Linked DNA regions of Ovis aries: region 1 is linked to region 2. A link is a contact called in public Hi-C data. All regions are on one chromosome and are shown on one strand. The core of a region is the stretch at or near the end of the contact, and the rest is flanking DNA. Distances in the headings are between cores, read along the strand shown. Region 1 holds the start of DUS1L (dihydrouridine synthase 1 like). Region 2 holds the start of CCDC57 (coiled-coil domain containing 57).

Region 1 (4,589 bases), core at 119-2,618, 150 kb after region 2:
GCCACATTTCAAGAAAGTTAAAAAGATAAAATTAATTGCAATAATATATTTAACCTGAAAAAAGAAAAAAAGAAAAAGTGTTAGTCTTAGTCTCTCAGTCCTGTATGACTTTTTATGACCCCATGGGCTGTAGCCCACCAGGCTCCTCTGTCCTTGGAATTCTCCAGGTGAGAACACTGGATTGGGCAGCTTTCCCTTCTCCAGGGAATCCACCCAGGGATCGAACCGGTGTCTCCTGCATTGCAGACACATTCTTTACCATCTGAGCCACCAGGGATTTTGCCATATTAGGCACTCATATGTAACCTAATGCAATATAAAAAATATAATTTCAACATATCATTAATATTTTTTAAATTATCAATTAACTTTTACTTTTTTTCCCCTAAGACTTTGAAACCTGGTGTGTCTTTTTCCTGTTATAGCACGTCTTAATTCAGACCACATTCCAGCACTCAAGATGTGACAGCTGGCTGCCATACTGGACACACAAGGATGGATATTTGATCTTAGGACATAGGGATTTTCAGGTGTGTTAATGATACTGCTCTAAAAATTCCTGTCTTTGGGGGATACTGAGATACTTAAGGATGAAATGATAAAATGAAACTTGGTTCTGCTAAAGGAAAAACTTTCCCTCTTCCCTTTTGGGACTGTTTAGGGGTCCTGCAAATTAAATTGACAAAAGACAGGTGAACAGGAAGAAAGTATATTCACAACCCTCTGGCGGATACAGAAGACAGACACTCAGTAATCAGAGGTAGAGGTTTCTGTACCAAAGGTAATAGGAGAAAGGGAGGGAGAAGGGGGAAACGAGGATCAGTCGGTTTCTTTAGGACAGGGAAGCGAGTATTTAGGAGAATGAGCAGGAGGTAAGGTTGTTATTATATTCGCTAACCCGGTGGCTCTCGCACGTCTTAAGTTTACCATGAAGAATTCTGTGGGTCTGGGAGGCCGAGCGCGGCGCTTTGGGGGCCGCGGGACAGGAATTTCACGCGGTGTTTGCTTTCCGAAATAAAACAGAGATTTTTGGTCCTTCGAAGATCTTTATGAGATTCCGCGTGGGGGCCGAAGAGAGGACTTCAGCCCCGAGCATCTGCTGGGGAGGGCGGGAGCTCGGGTACGGTGGCACCGGGCGATAACCAGCCCCCGCAAGCGAGGGGAGAGTCCCGGCGGCCCCTGTCCGGCCCTACCTCTGCGAAACTGCCCCGCCGCGCCCGGAGGAGTGGACTTCTAGTCTACGACCCCGACTCCGCACACAGCCCCTCCGCCGCGCGGCGGGCCCTTCAGCAGCCGGGCGCGGTTTCCCGGGAATGCGTTTCTCGCAGCACCGCGGGCCGCCCGGAACGGCCTGGCGGAGCACCTCCCGGCGGCCCCAGCGCGGAGCCCTGGGCCCGGCGGCGGCCGGGTGGCGGCCCCAGCGTGGCGGTCTCAAGTCGCGCTGCGAGCCCAGGATCCTCACTCCGCGGTACCCTAGCCGCATCCCCGGAGCTCCCGGTGGGACCCCTAGTGGGCCCCTGGCTATTCCCCCCTGTTCCGAAGGGCCCAGCTGCGTAGAAAGGAGCCGCGACCCGGTTCGGGCGCCCAGGTGGCTCGGCTCCGCCCAGGTAGGTAGGTTCCCTTCAGGTTTGACCCGCGGTTCTCTGGGGCCCCGGGGGTCTTCCTTCGGGTGGAGGTGGAAGGCCCCGCGCTCGGCGCCTCGTGTCCAGGCCTCTGTGGGCATCATCTTGATTTTTACATGTAGCTTCACAGTTCCCGAAAATAAACCCACAGCTGGGCGCTTAGGCAGTTGTTAAGCCGATGACCCTGCTTAATAACTCCCAAAGTAGTACAGGAGGTGGGTGTTCTCTGACAGTGAGCCCCTCGTCACGATCTGTTCCTTTGGGGTTTCGATTGTAAGCCTCAGGCTACCTACCACCTGTTAAGTCACTGTAGGGAACAGTGTCTCTGATAAGGTCGGCCAGGCATGGGTAAGATAAGCCAGAGGGAACGTCCTCGTAGTGCTTTTATACATCTGACACCCAGAGGAGGGCAGAGTGTCCAGGTGACTGCCCTGTGCCCCTTGGTGGGGTCGCCACAGGGTGGTCCTGCCTTGGTGGGGGTCTCCAGGCCTTGTGGGTTGTAGCTGCCTTTTGTGATGGCCTCCCCTGGGCAAAGCACTGACAGGACATCACTCACTGTTCCATTTATTCTTCATGCCAGTCCTGCCAGGCAGACATCTTAATCCCGCTAAGAAGTGAGAGGTTAAAGCGCAGAAAGTTTGAGTAACCTGTCCACGGTCTCCACTGGAAGGCGATGGCAATGAGGCGTCAGTTCCTGTCCTGCATCAGCCGACACCCTTAGCACCCGCATTTGTGACCATCAGGCAGCGCTAGAGCAGCCTTGAGGGGGTCACCTCCTGCACCTGCGCTCCACTGGCTGCGGCTGAGCCCGTGGTCTTGCCCTTCAGTGTGAAGGCAATGCCAAAGCTGGAAGGCTTCGAGTTCTGGAGCCGCACCCTTCGGGGGGCCCGCCACGTGGTGGCCCCCATGGTGGACCAAAGTGAGCTGGCCTGGAGGCTTCTGAGCCGCCGACATGGGGCCCAACTGTGCTACACACCCATGCTGCATGCCCAGGTTTTTGTCCGTGATGCCAACTACCGCAAGGAGAACCTGTACTGCGATGTGTGCCCTGAGGACCGGCCTCTCATTGTACAGGTTAGCGGCCCAGCCTCCAACGCTGGCCGAGAACCCTTTCCTGGGCTTTTCCAGAAAAGGCTTCCCGACTTTCCGAGATCAGAGGGGCAACAGCAGGCTGGTTCTTGCAGAGGTTGACCTCTCCCCAGTAGCTGCCTCAGACTTTTGGCAAATGGATGGCTTGGGTGCCGGGGAAGATTTGCAGGCCCTCCCTCCCGCCCCCTTGACATCACCCCAAGTGCCCCCTCTTTATCAGACAGACAGAACAGCTCTGCTCTTGGCAAAGTCAGTGATCCTGGCTTTCTGCTACATCTGGGAGGACTGTGTGAATCTGTAACTTGCCCTGCTGGTGGTATGGGGGTGCATCCTAGCTTGGTCACGTTGCCTTTTTTTGTGTGTGTGCCACACTGTGTGACATGTGGGATCTTAGTTCCCCAACCGGAGATTTGAACTCGTGTCCCGTGCAGTGGAAGCATGCCATCTTAACCACTGGACCACCAGGGAAGTCTCTAGCTTGGTCATATTGTATACATCTAAGATAGGATACCATCCTGCAGTCATCCGCTGGGGCCACACCCTCGCTGGGTCACCTATGAACCCCTGGGCAGCCCTCGTACCAGGGCCTGGCTGGGGCTTGTGGCAACTTTCATGTCTCTTCCAGTTCTGTGCCAATGACCCAGAGGTGTTTGTCCAGGCAGCTCTCTTGGCTCAGGACTACTGTGATGCCATCGACCTGAATTTGGGCTGCCCACAGATGATCGCCAAACGAGGTAAGAGTTCCTGTTCTGGGGTTCTGCGTTGAGTACCGGCTTTCGGCTAGCGCAAGGCTTGGAGTGCAGAGATGCCAGGTGTGTGGGTGAGCTGGCTGAGGGCCTGGCCCTTCCTCTGGCAGCTTTCTGACGTCGGCCCTTTCTTTGCTCCTCCCTCTGCAAGGCGGCCCTTCTCGGTCGCTGGGGGTAGGGGGCAAGGTTCACCTGGCCGTCAGGGGCTGGCCACTTCCTCCATGCTCAGGAAGTTGCTGGGCTCCCTCTGGATAAATGTATTTTGCTGAAGAGTCCCTCCTCTACCTTTGTGCTGCCTCGGGCACCAGTGGCCACTGCCCTGGCATCTCAGCCTTTCTCCCTCACTGGCCTGAGGAGTTCCTGGTTGGTCAGGGACCATGTAGGGTGGGCACTCAGCTCAGCACCCTTGAGCTCAGGCCGCCCAACTGAAAGAACGTGGCCAGGCAGGTGGAGGCCAGTGTGGATGCAGGGGGAGGGAGCAGAGGCTGTGCTTGTTCCTCGCAGGTCACTATGGCGCCTTCCTGCAGGAGGAGTGGGACCTGCTCCAGAGAATGAGTGAGTTGGCCCTGTGCTGCCCTCGGGGACTTGGGGCCACATTGTGGTTGGGTGGCAAGCCTGAGACAGCCTAGCAGGGCTCAGGAGAGAACAGTAGCTGGCAGAGTCCTCCTGGCGGTGTGCCCTCCCCCTTCCTGCTGTAGAGGGCGGCTGTGAAGTCGCCTGTCCCATACCTGTTGCCCTCCTTCGAACCAAATAAGACTGCACTAGAGGGAGGCATCCTTGCCTGGACCACCTCTTCCAGTGTTGTCTGAGGCACAACTCACAGCTCCCTGTTAGCAGTGCGGGGCGTCTGCGGAGCCTGTGTTCTTTTGGGGCTTAGCCATGGGTCCCCACAGCCTGCTTGAAGGTGGCAGCACAGTTCTCTCAGGAGCCGACTCTGCCCTTCCCCAGTTCTGCTAGCCCACGAAAGGCTTTCTGTTCCTGTCACATGCAAGATCCGCGTCTTCCCAGAGATTGACAAGACCGTGAGATATGCCCAGATGCTGGAAAAGGCTGGCTGCCAGGTGAGGACTGTGGGCTTCCAGGGCTCCATACTGCTTCTGAACCTCCAAAAACGCCCCTTGAGGGCTTGCCC
Region 2 (4,614 bases), core at 1,939-4,438:
AGCCTTGGCCCACTCCTGAGGACCCCTGGCCTCAGTTTCCTCATCTGTAAAGTGTGGAGAGTTCTAGAATCACTTGAGCGTGGCTATGAGGGCTCCATGAGATATGGGTGCCATTCCAGATGACATACTGGGAAGCAGGGCCCCTCAGAGCCCACTGGCTTCTCAGGAAGGTCCAGCACTAGCTCTTTGCCAGCCCTTCAGTGGCCCTGCAATGTTTTTATTATCCCACAGGCATTATACCCTCATAGGCTCCCACTGTATGCTTGGGGTGCAGGGGCAGTTTGATCCTGGCTTTGCTGGTCACGGAGGTGCTGGGCAAGGAGTTAACCTAAACCTCCACCGTTCTGTTACCACATCTGTGAGTATAGGGTGGCCTGTGGGGAACTGGCCCTGGATAGCTATCATCCCAGGGGAAGCAGTCTGTAGTGGGTTGAATGGTGGCCCCAAAAAGATGTGTTCTGGTCCCAGTACTTCAGCATGTGACCTTCCTTGGAAACAGAGACTTTTAAAAATATATTTATATATTTGGCTGTTCCAGGTTTTAGTTGCTGCACGCAGGATCTTCAATTTCATTGTGGCATGAGAGCTCTTTAGTTGCAGCATGTGGGATCTAGTTCCCTGATCAGGTATTGAACCTGTGCTCCCTGCATCGTGAGTTGTGGTCTTAGCCACTGGACCATCAGGGAAGTCACTGGAAATAGGATCTTTATAGATGTAATTAGTTAAGATGAGGTCACATGGGAGCAGGGTGGCTCTAGCCCAATAGGGCTGGTGTCTTTGGAAAAAGAACCTGTGAAGACAGACCTGGGAGGAAGGCCACGTGATGAGGGTGGAAGAGAGTGGAGTGATGTGCCAGTGGGCTGAGGGGCAGCAAGGATAGCGCCACTAGATACCTGAAGCTGGAAAGGGTGGGTCAGGATTCTATCCAGGGCCTTTGGAGGGAGCAAAGCCCTGCAGACACCTTGATTTGGGTTTGTGGCCTCCCAAACTGTTGTCTCATGCCCCATTTGTGGTCACTGTGCGGCCCCAGGACAGACACACGGTCCGTCAGCACTGGCTACAGTGTGGATGCAGCAGGCTGGCTGAAGAGTCACCTGCCTTGCAGGGTGGGTAGAGGGCACTCTGGGTGGAAGAGGGGGTCTGGTCTGACTGGCAGGATGGTGGGCAGGTCGGGGGAGACAGACTGGGAGAATGTTGGGTCTGGCCTGACCTGTGGGAAGATCGGGCAGGGAGCTGGGTAGAGAGTGATCAGTGTGTCCCTTCTCCCCTTCCACGAGCATCTACTGAGCTCCTGGACATGGGGCACAGTTAAGAGGCCGAGCTCCAGAGCCCAAGTGGACAAAGTTGCAGGCCCTAGTGGGGCTGTGGGCCCACCAGAAGTGACAAGGCCCTTCCCAGGGTGGTGAGGGCCCACCACCAGCCTCTATCATTCTGTGGGGGTGGGGGGGGGGCGCGTGATGTGCAGGGGCAGGGGAGTACTGTCCCTCTCTGGCCCAGCACCCCAAAAGCCTTATTTGGGGCTCAGGTGAGGGAATCAGAGGTTCTGGGATATTGGGCGATTGAAGTGGTAGGAGCTGGCCCCACCATAGGAATCGAGGGCCACCCTTAGGTTTAGTGCCCAGGGTCAGGATGGGGTTTATTGCAGGGACAGGGTTATGGTTGGGTGGGTCAGGGTTAGGGGGTAGAATTCGTGTTGGTGAAGTCACAGAGTTAGGGTCAAGGTCAGGGCTCAGGTTAGGGTTAGTGTCGGGGTAATTGGAGGGAGAAGGTCATGGTGGGGTTGGTCAGGTTTCAGAACGTGGATGGTGAGGTACAGAACTCTTGTTTGTTGTTAGGGTTTATTTTTATTCAAAAGTGTGTATCCTCTTGGCCCTTTTGGTTTACACACACAGACCCCAGAGCCCCTTCACTGGGGTTGACCCAGCACGCATGTAGTTCATATGTTGTTTCTGATCCTCAAATGCACGGGGAATGGAAGGCATTATCTCTACTTTATGGAGAAGAGCAAACAGAGTCCCAGAAAACTGTAACAAGAGGAGTGGGCCTGGGGTTTGAAGCTGGACTGCCCTTTGAAGCTGGGCTGGGGGCAGTGAGGCTGCCCAGGGCCTATGGGATATAGGTTAAAGGTCATGCGGATCCTCTGTGGCTTCCCCAGGCAGGAAGGCAGGGCTATTTTCACATGGTTTCTGTGCACTGATAGGATCACTTCTTCCATTTTCAAGGAGGCTTGAATTATTGATCTGCCTGATGTTTAATAACCCCTGGACCTCCCTCTAAGAGCTGCCTTTTAAAGCAGAACCTTTCTTACTATTAACTGTGCTGAGAGGTCTGGTAGGAACAGCTTGAGGACTGGCCCTGTGCAGCTAGAATGCCATCAGGGTGGAGAAAACACAGATGGAGAGGAGAGGCTGGACCAAAGACTATGTCCCCCTCTCTGCTGCCACCACTGCCTCTGTGCCCATTACTTCCTGGAGCTCCACGGTGCGATTGCCCAGGCAGGCTGAACCTTTGTTCGGACAACTGGTCCTCTTCGGCTCCAGTAGACCTTCAGATACTGGGGAAGAGGATCTCTAAGTATGGGGGCAGTGACATATTGGTTTGCTCGTTGCCTCTGTGAGGTGGTTTTGTTTTTTTTTTTAACCCGTAACTCGGACACACAAACACCAAAGCACACAGGTTATGAGTGCACACAAACATGAATTCTCATAAGCCAAGCACACGGTGCAACAGCGCCCAGATCAAGGGCGCTGGCCAGAAAGGCCATCCTGCCATCCTGAGCCCCGCTAATCCCGGACACGCAGAGCTCACTGCTTGCCCGCCTCTTCTGGGTCCCCCTCGCAGTGTCTGCCTGTTTCACTGCCGGAGGATCCACGCGTGAAGACGCAGTTCTCGTTGTCTCGGACTTTTACTCCGCTCCACGCCCACGTGCAGCCTGGGCCCCTCCCCTCCCAGGTACAGCTCCCCGTAAGCCCCACCCCGACCCGTCAGAGCCGCCAACAGCTTCCGGGCTCCGAGACCGGCGGGATCGCGGAACCCGGCCACCTGCCATCCGATAGTCCGAAACCTTCCTCGTCTGGTGTACCTGCGCGCGGGCGGGGCGCGAAGAATCCGGAACCAGATGTCAGGGCTCCCGTTTCCGGCCGGCGGAACCCGAGCGCTGTACCAAGAGCGCCCGGACGGCGGCCGACAGACTCAGGTTACCATGGCAACGCGGAGGGACAAGAGGCTGCTCGGGGCCAGCGTTCCAGGTGAGGCGCGGGCGCGGGGGCGACGCGGCGGGGCGCCAAGGGGCCTCAGGGGCCGGCGACGCGAGAAGCTGTGGCCCTTTGGGTCGCTTTTCACGGGCGTCGTCTCTTTTCTTGGAAAAACCCGAGACCTCCAAGTCCTGCCAGACGCCGCGCACTCCCTTGAGGCCACCCTGCAGGGCTGTGGGCGCGAGAGCGGTGCCGGGCCCGCGGAGCCCGGTACGCAGAGCCCGCCGGGCTCTTGTCTGAAGCGCGCGTGTCGCATGCGAGGTGGGAAGGCTAGGGCATTCGTTGGCGCCACGCTTTGAGTGCTCTGCGTTGTTGTTCGACTCCTTCAGGAACCTGAAGACGTGGGCGCCGCAGAGATGGGAGAGTTTACCGGTTCCACAGCCAGTGAGGACAGGTTCAGACCCAGGCAGCCTGGTCCAGAGTAACTAAAGAAAAAAAATTGAGATTTACAAAAGAGTTGCAGAATAAGTATAAAGATTGCCTCGGTGCTTTTACCAAGGTGCCCCCAAATGTTAATCTCTTATGTTACCATAGTTCTTTTTAGCCAACTGAGGAAACTTAGCTCATACAAAACCATGATCTAATGTACAGGATTTATTCAGACTCAGCAATTATCCCACGGATGACTTTTCTCTTTTACAAGATCCAATCCAGGACCGTCCGTGTTTTCTTTCTTATTCTTTAATCGGAAGTGCTTCCTCAGTCATTCCTTGACTTTTATGAGTCAATTATTTTGTAGAATGCCCCTCAGTTTGGGTTTTTCTGATGTTCCCTTATGATTACTTTTAAGTTATGCATTTTTGGTAAGAAAAACCTTTCCTGTGAAATTGTGTTTTTCTCTGCATCTTATCAGGAGTCATATAATGTCGATTTGTTCCATTACTGCTGATACTAACTTTGGTCGTTTGTGTTAGGGGATATCTACAAGGTGTTTCCATCATTGAGTTACCATTTTTCCCGTGGGGAGTTACTTTGAAAGTGTGTAAATATATTGTTTAAAATCACTAATTTTAGCATCCAGAAGTGAGCATTTTCTGAAACAATTGTAAGTGTTGCTTTTGCCACAGAGTGATTTTTTCATTTCCATTATTTTTACTTTCAAGTTGGAATTCTACTGTAAGGAAGAACCTTCCATATTTTAAGTTATTCAGTTATTTATCTTGGCGTGGACATTTTAATTTTATTTCATAGGTTATAGACCATTACTAAGGGCTTCCAAGGTGACTCAGTGGTAAAGAATCTGCCTGCCAGTGCATGAGACAGGAGAGATGGGGGTTCAATCCCTGGGTCAGGAAGATGCCCTGGAGCAGGAAGTGGCAACCCACTCCAGTATTCTTGCCTGGAAAATTCCATGGACAGA

Evidence for each region. Hi-C and Micro-C count contacts between places; a contact is called where the count stands out from the background.
Region 1: a contact with region 2 is called in a Hi-C map of liver, with 2.7 times the contacts expected there. The contact joins the promoter of DUS1L here to the promoter of CCDC57 in region 2. A contact is called at or near these places in 2 of 16 Hi-C or Micro-C datasets (hypothalamus and liver).

Annotation. Positions count from the first base shown.
Region 1 is chr11:50,310,478-50,315,066 of ARS-UI_Ramb_v3.0, forward strand. It overlaps DUS1L (dihydrouridine synthase 1 like), which reads left to right and starts at 1,369. Exons shown (of 14, transcript XM_042256235.1): 1 at 1,369-1,607; 2 at 2,203-2,696; 3 at 3,370-3,445; 4 at 3,962-4,012; 5 at 4,406-4,518. The coding sequence starts at 2,460.
Region 2 is chr11:50,161,895-50,166,508 of ARS-UI_Ramb_v3.0, forward strand. It overlaps CCDC57 (coiled-coil domain containing 57), which reads left to right and starts at 3,189. Exons shown (of 18, transcript XM_042256231.1): 1 at 3,189-3,248. The coding sequence starts at 3,203.